Regions from separate parts of the Mus musculus genome. Here region 2 is linked to region 1. The links are chromatin contacts, called in public promoter capture Hi-C maps. All regions are on one chromosome and are shown on one strand. Each heading gives the region's core, a stretch centred on a gene start, on an enhancer-like site or on the middle of the called end of the contact. The rest is flanking DNA. Distances are from core to core; before and after follow the strand shown.

Region 1 (6,010 bases), core at 1,121-3,620:
AAGATGAATCAGGGAGGCAGCCATGAGGCAAAGGGTCTGTTGAGATGCTCTCAGATACCTCCTCCTAGGTGTAGAAAGCAGAGGGCAGTTCAGGAGCCAGGCGTGAGGCAGGACAGAGCAGCCTGTAGATACCCCAGAAACAACAAATAAAGCCACCCACCCACATTTCAGCCTTACAGAGGCCCAGGAGGGTTCTCCTGTGAGGGCCCACAGATATAGTCAGGAACTACCCCAGGGGGGAAAGCAGCAGCTCTCTAGACCACAGGCCACAGCCAGGAGGCACAACTGTCACTGGGCTTTTGCATCAACCACTCCCCCTGCTGCACTCTCTTCCATGATCACTACCCAGCTTTCTCACAGCCATTTAGGCACTGCCCCCTCTAGAGGGCAAGCTGGACCTTACTCAGGACCTTTCTGCTCCTGCACACTTCCCTTCAGAGACCAGTCACCTCACCACACTGGAATGACAACAGGTTGGGTCTACTCTCTGAGAAGAGAAGCTTTCCTCTATGGACCCAGTTCCTCAGCACAATCCCAGCCCACCCCCGCACCTCAACATTTTCCACACCAATCTGTGTTCTCTGCAAGGACCTGGACCACACCTGTCCTGTCCCTAGCAGTAACCCTGTAATATAGCATAAGTTAGACCCCCAGGGTAGGCCCACTTCTGCTGACATAATGAAACCCTAAACTGCACACCCAGGGCCACTACTTCATATCTCCATCAAGTGGAGTCCAGATACAATCCCCATCTCGCAAAATTACTTATGAAGCTACCAGAGATGACTATGTTTCTAATTTTCACTTAACAGAGAAGATGAGGGCTAGAACCTGGGTAACCTGCTCAAATCACAAAGTAATGGGTCAGGAAAACATGGCTCAGTTTCCCCTTACAGCCTAGCACCCATAGAACCCGGCCCTCCCGTTCCATTTGACAGATGGGAAGACTAAGATAACTGAGATGGATCAACATTTGAACCGGGCTCATGGAGCCTGAGGGCTCTGGGTAAGACCATGGATAATTCTGGCTCTGTCGATAGCAAGCACGCTCTGCCTCAGTTTCCCTTTCTGAAGATTCTGGAAACAAGTGGTTTAAGTATGTCTCTTAGCCATGGGACTTGTCAAAACCGACCACAGCAGTTTGGCATGGCATGGCTTGGCGTCTGCCTCAAAAACAGTTATTTTCTACAAGTAGGCTTTGCTGACGGTCCCCCTGCCCACACCATCCACACTGATCCATACCACAGAGTGGTTGCCACCGTCCGAGCTCTGCCCGACGCCAGAGTCGTCAGCCTCCGTTAATCCTGGGACGGTCGCAGCGTCGCTGCTGTCCGCGGACACAGCTTCCGAGGTGCACACACCCAGGCCGCTCTCAGAAGGCTCCTCAGGCTGGCCGGGCCGAGGGGCCGCGTCGCTACTGCTCTCCACCTCGTTCTCCTCCATTGGTTCTGGGGACCGACTGACAGCGAAGCGCGGGGTTTGAGGCTTTCACTCTGCTGGGCGATACGACCATGGTTGCAACAAGTGGTCCACCTTTCGGGCCCGGCCAAGCAGAACCCACCCAGATGCACCGGTGTGCCCATTCTGCAGATGCAAAGACTGAGCATCGGACTAGATGGGACGGGGTTTCCTGGAAAGGGAACCTTCCAGAAAAGAATAGGGACGCCTGGCCTCTCAGGCTAGGACCCTTTGGGAAGAAGGGTGGTCCCGGTGGGTGATCACGGCTCCTTGCTCCTCCCAGAGGCATGAATCGACCCTGGGCGGACACAGCGGCCCGGCGCTCCGGCCCCCGTGTCCCCTCGGATGAGGAGCCGGTGGTACAGCCCGCAGGCCCCCGGGGTCAGTGGTTCACTCCCCCTCCCCGGACTCCCCTGCGGAGGGGGCTGACAGCGACGGTCGCGGGGCCTGGTGTCTCGGGGCTGTCCCCGGCGCTGCCTGAGCTCCAGGCCCGGCGCCATCTTGTGGCGGCGCTGGGTTTCCGCTCAGGCAAATGCGAGAGCGGCTAAAGGGCCTGGGACCCCGGGGCCCTGTTCGGACAGCCCCGCCGGCCCGGGAGTCCGCCACCCGGCAGCCTCGCGGCAGGGCCCCGGTGCACGGCAGTGTGCGGAGGGGCAGCCCGCCTCCGGCTGCCGCTAACCTGAGCCTCTGGCTGCTGTGTCGCTCTCCGACTCCGGCATCGACGAGGTCGCCATCCTCTCACCCCCGTCGCGGAGGAACCCATCGGCCGCCCTCGAACCGGAACTACTTCCGCCGCCGTCCCCCCGGGAGAGAGAGATCTGCGGGGTTTCAGAAGGCCTCTCGGAGGACTCAGAGCCGTCGTCGGGTCCAGGAGGACTCTAGAAGTCACATGCTGCCCGGTGTTAGGGCTGAGGTCAGCTGGGTACGGGGACTACTTTTTCGTGTGGCGGAGGGCTACACGGGAAGTGGCATGACGTCACGCAGGTCCCAGCCCGGACTCGCCGGACAAGGCGCGGCGGAGGCGCCCGGCTCTCGTGGGTGTGGCCCCCAGCGTCTAGCCACACCTCCAGGGGTCGCTTAGAGAACCGTCGCGACCTGGGATGGTTTAGAGGTGTCCAGAGGGGAGGGAACGTCAGTCATTTTCCTGGTTTTTCACCTGTAGCTTAAAGCTCCACTCGAGCCAGATCGGGTTCTCCCGGGTTGGGCTTGCTGTGCCGTAGTACAGATGGCAAAACCGAGGTTTGAGGACAGGAAAGGCTGGTCAGGAATCACAACTAAGGCGACTTGGGGGATCGGGTAATGGCAGAGGTCAGGGATGTTTGAAGAAGAGTTAATGCTTAGGCCACGGTGCACTTCGCAGCTGTATTTCTTACTAGGACTGGAGGGCCAGACACCCAGCTGTCCTCTGATCAGTGTAGGTGTGTTTAGAAGTTGGGGAATTAGCTCAGTGGCAAACACGAGGCCCTGCGTCCTATTCCTAGCATACACACGCGCTCATAGACGCGCATGCACGCACGCAGGCAGTGTTAGGTATTTTTAGAAGTCTACAGTCCTTGGGCCCAGTGTGGTGGTGGCTCATGCTTTTAATCTAGCACTCCGGAGAGGCAGGCTAACCTCACTTGACTTACATAGACCAGCTGGAGCTATGTAGTAAGTTTTTCCCAGAAACCACATGGTAAAAGGAGAGAACCGTCTCTTCCAGGCTGTCCACCCACCTCCACGCGCTCTTAGTGTCATGTGTGCACTTACAGACATAACAATAAATACATGCTTAAAGCCGGGCCCTGGTGCTGCACGCCTTTGAGTCCTAACACTTGGGAGGCAGAGGCAGGCGGATTTCTGTGAGTTTGAGGCCAGTCTGCTCTACATAGTTCCGGAACAGCCAGGTCTACATAGCGAGACCATATCTCAAAACAGAAAAGAGAAGAGAAGAAGAAAAGAAAAAAAAAAGAGAGAAAGAAAAGGAAATGGAAAGAGCCAGGGAGTGGTGGCACACACCTTTAAACCCAGAAATGGAAAGGCAGAAACGGGTGGATCTCTGTGAGTTCAAAGCCAGCCTGGTCTACAGAGTTAGTTTCAGGACACAAAAACCGTGTACTAAAAAAAAAAAAAAAAAAAAAAAAAGCGGGGCGGTGATGGCACACTCCTTTAATCCCAGCACTTGGGAGGCAGAGGCAGGCGGATTTCTGAGTTCGAGGCCAGCCTGATCTACTGAGTGAGTTCCAGGACAGCCAGGGCTACACAGAGAAACCCTGTCTCAAAAAATAAACAAACAAAAAAAAAAGAGGAGAAGAAAAATGAATTCAGTGAAAAGGACAAGTGGCTTTGAGTTATCACTAGCACCTGGACACAAGGGCTCCTACGCTCTTGTCACAGAAAGTTCTCCCTTCCTCGTGTTTCCTCTTTGATAGAAATAGACCAAGAGGCCTGTGGAGGAGGCCCATCCTCACTGTACCTCCTTCCCACCCAGCATTATCAGGCCTCTAGAACAATCCTTGAGACCTACATTTGGGCTAGCTTCATGGCGGGTTGGTTTTAACAACTTCTTTATATCCTTCCTGTATCCTACTGGATGCCTTCTGTCTCTTGACAAGGTCACTTAGGCCAGGACATCCAGGGGTGGTCGCACTGAGCTCATAGCCATCACATCTTCAGCCAGCCCAGCTGAAGTCCAGCCCTAACCAGGGGACAGGATTCCAGAAGATCCTGGTCTAGAGAGACACTAGCAGCTTCACCATAGAACAGAAAGGGGCGGGGCCAAGAGAGGCAGCTGTGGCTCAGGTTCTCAGGGCTGCTGGTTTTGTTTGCTCACCCTCTGCTTCCTGCCTCTGTTGGCTTGGGTTTGGGGAACTGCATGAGAGTTGGCTCAGTGACTATGACATAGACTCTTCCTGCAGAAGGAGCAAGTTTAGTTCCCAGCAGCCACTTCTGATGGCTACAGCTAACCAATAACTCCAGCTCCAGGGGCATCCTCTTCTGGCCCTTCTTGGACAACTGCAGTCACTTGTACATACCTCTACACAGACATGCATGCACATAATAAGTGTTAAATAATGGAGATAAAACAAAAAGGTATGTGCACATAGACACCTACACCCTGGGTCTATTGAGACCTAGGTTGGCCTTGAACTTGCTGCTTAGCCAAGGCTGACCATGACCTCCGAATACTCCTGCCTCTACCTCCCAAGGGCCTGAATTGTAGGTATGAGCCACTAAGGCCAGTTCAAACCCTGGTTTTCTCACTGCCAATCAAGGGTTCTCAGCAGAACATGTTGTCAGAAAAAATTCTGCAAGTGGAGAAGACAGCTGCTCTCACCTAAAGGACATTAGAGTGGACAGTTGAGAAAACAGAAGCCAAGAAGGAAGAGGAGGAACCGTACCAGGTGCTGTAGGGATGTGTCAGTGTCATTTTAAACAGTCTCACTGTGTAACCCACACTCCTGCTTCTCCCTCCTGAGCATCAGAATTACAGATGCATCTCACCGGGCCCCGCACTTCATAGCATCTGAAGTGAGAATGGCTCCTGTAGGCTCCTATATCTGAATGCTTGGTTCCCAGCTGGTGGAATTGGTTTGGGAGGGATTAGGGGTTATGGCCTATTTGGAAGAGGCGTGTCATTGAGAGGTGGGCTTCGAGGTTTCAAAAGCTCAGCCCATTTAGTTAGCTCTTTCTGCCTTTGACTAGTGGATCCGGATGGAAGTTCTTAGCTATGGGGCCAGCTTCATGCCTCCCTGCCTGCTGCCATGCTCCTGGGCAGCATGACCATGGACTCTTACCCTCTGGAACCATGAATCAGAATAATTTTTTTCCCTTATAAGTTGCCTTGGTCATGGGGTCTCTAAACAGCAATAGAAATGTATCTAAGGCAGAAGCAGGTGGATTTCTGAGTTCGCGGCCAGCCTGGTCTACAAAGTGAGTTCCAAGACAGCCAGGGCTACACAGAAAAACCCTGTCTCGAAAAAAAAAAAAAAAAAACCCAAAAAACAAGAAATGTATCTAAGATATTGGGGGTTTTTGTTTTTTGATTGGTTGTCTTTAATTGTTGTTACTGGCAAGTTATCTGCAGTAACCAAAAGGTTTGGGCTGGCTGACCCCTCGGTGCCCTGCCATGTTGCTGTCTGCCTGTCTATTCATTCATATCTCTTCTAGTAAGTTAATTTAACAAAGAAAAATCAATTTCAATATAGCTTTTGAACCCTGCTTTGGAATTTTTTTTTTTTTTGCTATGATTAAATATTACGATCAAAAGCAACTTAAGGCCAGGTGTGGTGGTGCACGCCTTTAATCCCAGCACTCAGGAGGCAGAGGCAGGCGGATTTCTGAGTTCGAGGCCAGCCTGGTCTACAGAGTGAGTTCCAGGACAGCCAGGGCTACACAGAGAAACCCTGTCTTAAAAAAAAAAAAAAAAATTACGATCAAAAGCAACCTGAGAAGGAGAGGGTTTATTAGTTTCTCTTACACGTCAGTTCATCCTCAGTGAGGTCAGGAACTCAAGCAGGGCAGGAACCTGGAGGCAGGAGCTGATGCAGAGGCCATGGAGGATACGGCTTTA
Region 2 (6,010 bases), core at 1,692-4,191, 2.6 Mb after region 1:
GATTTCTGAGTTTGAGGCCAGCCTGGTCTACTAAGTGAGTTCCAGGATAGCCAGGGATATACAGAGAAACCCTGTCTTGAAAAAACACAAAAAAACAAAAACCAAAAAAAAAAAAAAAAGAAAGAAAGAAAGAAAGAAAGAAAGAAAGAAAGAAAGAAAGAAAAAGAAAAGAAAAAGAAGGAAGGAGAGAGGGAAGAAAAGGAGGCAGTGGTGGCTGGAGAGATGGCTCGGTGGTTAAAAACACCTGTCCTTACAGGGAACTTGCGCTTGATTTCCAGCACCCATATAATGGCTCACAGCTGCCCATAACTCCAGTGCCAGAGGATCCAACTCCCTCTTCTGACTTCTGTGCACACCCGGATGCCCAGAGTGCACAGGCATATACACATTAAAAAAAAAAATGGGGCGGAGAGAGGGTATAGGGGGCTTTGGGGATAGCATTTGAAATGTAAATGAAGAAAATATCTAATAAAAATAATGTCTTCCTAAAAAAAATGTGTGTGCGTGGTGGGAGAGGTGTGGAGAGATTGCTCAATGGTTAAAAGCACTGTCTGCTTTTACAGAGAACCTGGATTTAATTCCCAGAACCCACATGGGGGCTTACAACAGCCTGTAACTCTAGCCCCAGGGAATCTGACACTCTTTTAGAGACTCACAGTCCAAACATGCATGAAAACAAAATACCCAATCACATAAAATAAAAATAATGAAAGAAAATTTAAAGTGGAAAGATTAAGAGAAAGTCATGCAATCTCTGGCTTCCTCTTTGGCTAGATGCACAGGTGTGAACACCAGAAAACAACCACACAAAGCGGGGTAAGAGAATGAAACAGTGAACAAGGGCCTACTACGTTCCAAGTGGCACGACAGGCTCCCCAGTTTAATCACATCTGCCACTGCATCCTTGAAGCAATTGGGGAAACAGAGGCTCAGCTGCAATCAATGTCTCTGGCAGAGCCAAAAGGGCCAACAGGCCCCAAGAACTGACTTCCTCTCATTCAGCTCACTTGTTTCTGGCTACAATTGGTACCAATTACAAAGGGGTCACCACAAGCAGGCCCCGTGCCAGCTGCTCAAAAATCAGTAAGATCCATAGGATGACTCTAATATTTCAGAAGAAACTGAAGTCACAGGGCCAAGAAGGAGCGGATCTGAGACCTGGATTTGAATCTAACCCTAGGCAAAAGCCATCTTCTTGCTGCATCTTCTGGACTGGGCTCCTTGAGAGGCTTGGTCAGTCAAAACGCCCTATGGCTGGGAAGCAAAGTCTGGTAGTAGCAAAACTGCCATCTTCCCACACCAATCTCTTTGTGATGTAAGCTCAAAAGCCCAGGAGAAAGGCTGGCCAGAGACCAGCCAGCAGTGAGGCAGTTACATCATCCCTGCTGAATAAGAATACAGGCTGCCTTGTGGCTGGCCCTAACTGCTGTCTTTTCTGAGCACAGAGCCAGCAATTTATTCCCAACACTCTAGAAAACACAACAAAAAACACGTTCTTTGCTAAACACAGCCTGGTTACTGGAGAGCAAGACAGCCCAGAGACAGAAGCTGTTAATTTCTCCAAGCAACCCAATGACTGGAATGCCAAGCCATACCAGGCTGGCAGGGGGAAAAAAATAAAGCTCTGTGAATATCCGGAACACATAAGCAGAAGGATGCTTAGTGCCATCGGCTCTGGGTGGCACCTCCTGCACTTATCTGGGCCCCTTTGTAAAGCAATTCAGTGAAGACGAGGCTGGCGCACAGTCGCCAGGACCCAGTGTGGAAAGCTGAACGCATTTAAAATTCAGCTAAACAGAACCAAAATAATCCGGGAAGGAGAGCAATGGTTCACCTTTATCTTTGCTGGCCCACTCAAGAAAAATAAGCCCCGTGGCAACGCTGAAATGCATTCCCTCTCTATACTGGCACATGCTATTTGGGTCCCAGTTCTCCAACTACATGTTTACACATCCCTGATCCAGCTTCAGTCTCCACACAGGATCAGGGATGTGGCTCTACCACCGTTCCCTCCTCCCAACCTCTATGCATTCATTCTAAGCAAGAGGCTCCCAGATCCACCCCTGGCATCTCCTACTGGCTGTAAAACAATACAAGGGCCCTACACCCCTACTAGCCTACAGAAACACTGCCACCGGGGCCTTCCAAAGCTCTGAAAACAACCTTGGCTGTGCTGGAGCCTGGCTTCCCTCCCCGGAGAGCCTCTCTCGGTTCTGAAGGGAGCCAAGTCCCCTCTCTACAGGGAATGTAAACCTGTGGCGGCTACTCCAAGCTCTGCGAGCCGTCTTCCTCTGACCGACATGGCAGCGGGGAAAACGCCCAAGCTCAAAGGAAGGAGTTCCCACTGGTGGTGTCTTTTGTCGGTGGTGCTGGGGACTAGGGTCAGAACCCAGGGCATCGCACAAACTGGGCAAGCTCTCGCAAACGCCCCTCCGTCTGTCACTGAAATACCGGGACCTGTCATAACATCGCTGCTGCACCCCGACACCGTGCAACACCCGGGTCCTCTTTCCACGCCCACCGCGGGCCCGGAAGGCCGCCGCGTCCCTCCTCCATAGACCGGGAGACCAAGGATCCCGAAGCAGAGCGACTCAGCCAAGGTCACTCGGTAAATCCAAAGCTAGATCAGCCTCCCCTCCCTACTGAGAGCCATAGCGCGGTGCCTGCCCCCGGGGGCGCCGGGGGCGCCGGGGGCGCGTGTGCCATCACCGGGGAGCCAGTGCTGCGACCAGCCGCCCGGAGCCGCCGCGGCCGCGGGACAGAGCCGAGGGCCTGGCCGGTGACAGCGCGCGCAGGGGTCCACCCTCCTGCCCCACCCGCACTCACCCACCGCTGCCTGCCAGGAAAGCGAGCGCCTCCAAAGCACAGGCCCACACGGCCCGGCCGCTCCCGCCGGCTCCGGGAACCGAGAACAGTACCGGGGGCAAAAGCAGCCCGGAAGTATTTGTTCCGGAAGTGACGCACGAAGGCGGGCCCTGAGGAAGGCTGGATCGCGGCTGCGCGCTGGGCCCAGGCGTGAGCGGCGGAAGCCTGTGGCGAGCTGGTGTACGCGAGGAACGGAGAGGCGGCGGCAGTAGGCGGAGGGCAAGCGCTTCTCCGTAGAACCGGACCTCACTCCTAGGGACCGCGGGGAGGCACGAGCGGAACCCGGAAGCAAATTAACTGGAAGTGACGCGCGGAGCTTCACCGACGCTGGCTGGCCGGGTTGTCATGGAAACAGGTTGCTGAGCGAGCGGGGAGATTGGTTTTTGTTTTCTTGGGGTTTTTTTTCACCTCATCAACTTCCCCTTGGTCAGGACAGTGCTGGAGAGCCCGGACTGACAGGAAGACCTGCGATCCCATTTCAATGAAGGAACGACGGAGGTCATGCGAGACTGGAGAGGGCCTTGGGTGTTACTGCTGGCTATGGAGGTTAAGGATGCCGGTGGGGTGGGGTGGCGGGGTCAAAAAGGCTTAGGAGAGGGCTCTGCAGTTTGCACTTGTTGCTTGCAGAGTACCTGGGTTCCGTTCCCAGCACCCACGTGGCGGGTTACAACCATCCATTAACACCAGTACCAGCGGATCTGACCTCTCACCTCCACGGTTATCTGGCATGTACGTGATGCACATAGGTAGATTCAGGCAACATGCTCATATAGGTAAAAGGAAATTGCTACATAGGGAAACTCTTTCTCAAGTAATAACTGGGCATTATTATTATTAATGGAAATAGTAGATTCCTATTAATTCATAGACGACCTCACTGTGTGGTTCTGTAATCCTAACTATTTGGAAAGCTGAGTCAGGAGGAGTGTGAGTTTAAAGCTAGGGTGAGTAACTTATCGAGCTCCTCCCTCAAAAAAATAAATAAATAAATAAAAGGTTGGAGCTGCAGCCCAGTCCTAGAACCCTTGTCTAGATTGTGTGTATTTCCTGGGTTCCATTCCAAACAAGGAAAAAAAGAGGGTGGGGAGACACCCAGTGTGGACTTAACTGGCTACTAGCAGTGTGTCCTTGATCTTGCCACTTAGTCTCTGACCTGCATCATAATACCTGCTAAAAGCAATAGCAACAACAACAATAATAATACCAGCTCCCTGGTGAGATGTAGCCAGAATGAATTACATAGAAACTGCTAGCCAGGCAGTGGTGGTGCATGCCTTTAATCCCAGCACTTGGGAGGCAGAGGCAGGCAGATCTCTGAGTTCGAGGCCAGCCTGGTCTACAGAGTGAGTTCCAGGACAGCCACGGCTATACAGAGAAACCCTGTCTCAAAAAAACCAAAAAGAAAAAAAAAAAAAGAAAAGAAAAGAAAAGAAACTGCTTAGTTGGCCGGAGAGATGGCTCAGTGGTTAAGAGCAATGACTGCTCTTTGGAAGGTCCTTAGTTCAAATTTGAGCAACCACATGGTGGCTCACAACCATCCGTAATGAGATCTGATGCCCTCTTCTGGTGTGTCTTGAAGACAGCTAGTGTACTTACATATAATAATAAATAAATCTTTGGGCCAGAGTGAGCAGAGGTCCTGAGTTCAATTCCCAGCAACCACAAGATGGCTCACAACCATCTGTACAGCTACAGTGTACTCATATACATAAAATAAGTAAATAAATCATTTTTAAAAATTAAAAAAAAAAGAAACTACTTAGTGGGGCTGGAGAGATGGCTCAGTGGTTAAGAGCACTGCCTGCGGTTCCAGAGGTCTTGAGTTCAATTCCCAGCAACCACATGAAGAAGCTCATAGCCATCTATAATGGGATCTGATGCCCTCTTCTGGCATGCAGGTGTACACTCATAAATCTTTAAAATAATAATAATAGAAACTGCTTAGTTCACAGTGAGCACAGGCACCAAGGCCCTAAAGGACTTGATGTTAGAGATGGGTAGTCTAGGTCAGTCAAGAGCTTGGTGTTAACCTGCTGGCCTGGAACTCATTTGCAGTCCAGGCTACTCTTCGACTCGTGGAGCTCAGCCTGCCTCTTATCTCCTGAATGAAGCTGGAGTTTTAGTTCCCTAATCATGGAAACCAGGTGGGCAAAACAATCGCTGATTTTCCTGCAGGACCTGCACAGTCTACACCTGCTGACAGCTTGCCACCTGACTCTTCACAGCTTTCTCTAAACCCCTAATTGCCACATTTAGTGGCAACTCCCTGAGATGAACTGCAGAGGACCTGGGTTCCCCAGATCCACATGCCAGACCCAGGGAATTAGACACCCGCTGGCTGGCTGGCCTCTGAGGGCATTGCACACATGTGGTGCACAGACATACATTCAGACCAAAAAAAAAAAAATGTTCATACACACAAAATAATTTTTTGTTGTTTTTGTGAGAGAGGGTTTCTCTGTGTAGCCCTGGCTGTCCAGGAACTCACTCTGTAGACCAGGCTGGCCTCGAACTCAGAAATCTGCCTGCCTCTGCCTCCCAAGTGCTGGGATTAAAGGCATGCACCACCACTACCCAGCTACAAAATAAGTTTTAAAATGTAAGACATTAAGCATCATTTGTCATTGACTGGACTTTTGGTTTTTTTCTTTTTTTCAAGACAGTCTCTCTGTAGCCCTGGCTGTCCTGCCTGGAACTCACTCTGTAGACCAGGCTAGGCTCAAACTCAGAGAGAGCCACCTGCCTCTGCCTCCTGAGTACTGGGATTAAAGGTGCGCACCACTACATCTCGCTTTTTCATCCCTCTGGCCTCCCCATCCCTGATACCAGGCTGTAGATGCCCTACCCAGCACCTCTCCCTGTCTTGCTTACTGGTGTCCAGCCTCAACTCAGTCCTGTTTTCTTTCTGAAGTTCTGATTTGTCCAGCCAGAGGTCTAGGGCCTGTCTCTTGTGGCTCCTCACAGCACCCATAGATAATCTGATGTCAGCTCTCAGCACAGCAGGTCACATATGTATTCATCCGAGGTCTGCGCCAGGCTCTGAGTTCCTCTCCATCTTCTTCCCCAGGAGCTGCGTGCATGTCTGACTGGGGGCAGTCCAGCTGGAGCTCTTTGACTGCAGTAGTCACTCTCTGAGAGCCATGGC

Evidence for each region. Capture Hi-C pulls out chosen DNA fragments and counts their contacts.
Region 2: a promoter capture Hi-C map of liver shows a contact between it and region 1, with 2.3 times the contacts expected there. The contact joins the promoter of Spata2 here to the promoter of Zfp335 in region 1. A contact is called at or near these places in 1 of 39 promoter capture datasets (liver) and 1 of 9 other capture datasets (liver).

Annotation. Positions count from the first base shown.
Region 1 is chr2:164,909,380-164,915,389 of GRCm38.p6, forward strand. Zfp335 (zinc finger protein 335) reads right to left here and starts at 2,371. Exons shown (of 28, transcript NM_199027.2): 1 at 2,138-2,371; 2 at 1,243-1,493; 3 at 1-64. The coding sequence starts at 1,443. Zfp335os (zinc finger protein 335, opposite strand) reads left to right here and starts at 2,054. Exons shown (of 2, transcript NR_166490.1): 1 at 2,054-2,371.
Region 2 is chr2:167,489,933-167,495,942 of GRCm38.p6, forward strand. It overlaps Spata2 (spermatogenesis associated 2), which reads right to left and starts at 2,942. Exons shown (of 3, transcript NM_170756.2): 1 at 2,827-2,942. It also overlaps a transcript of Rnf114 not described here.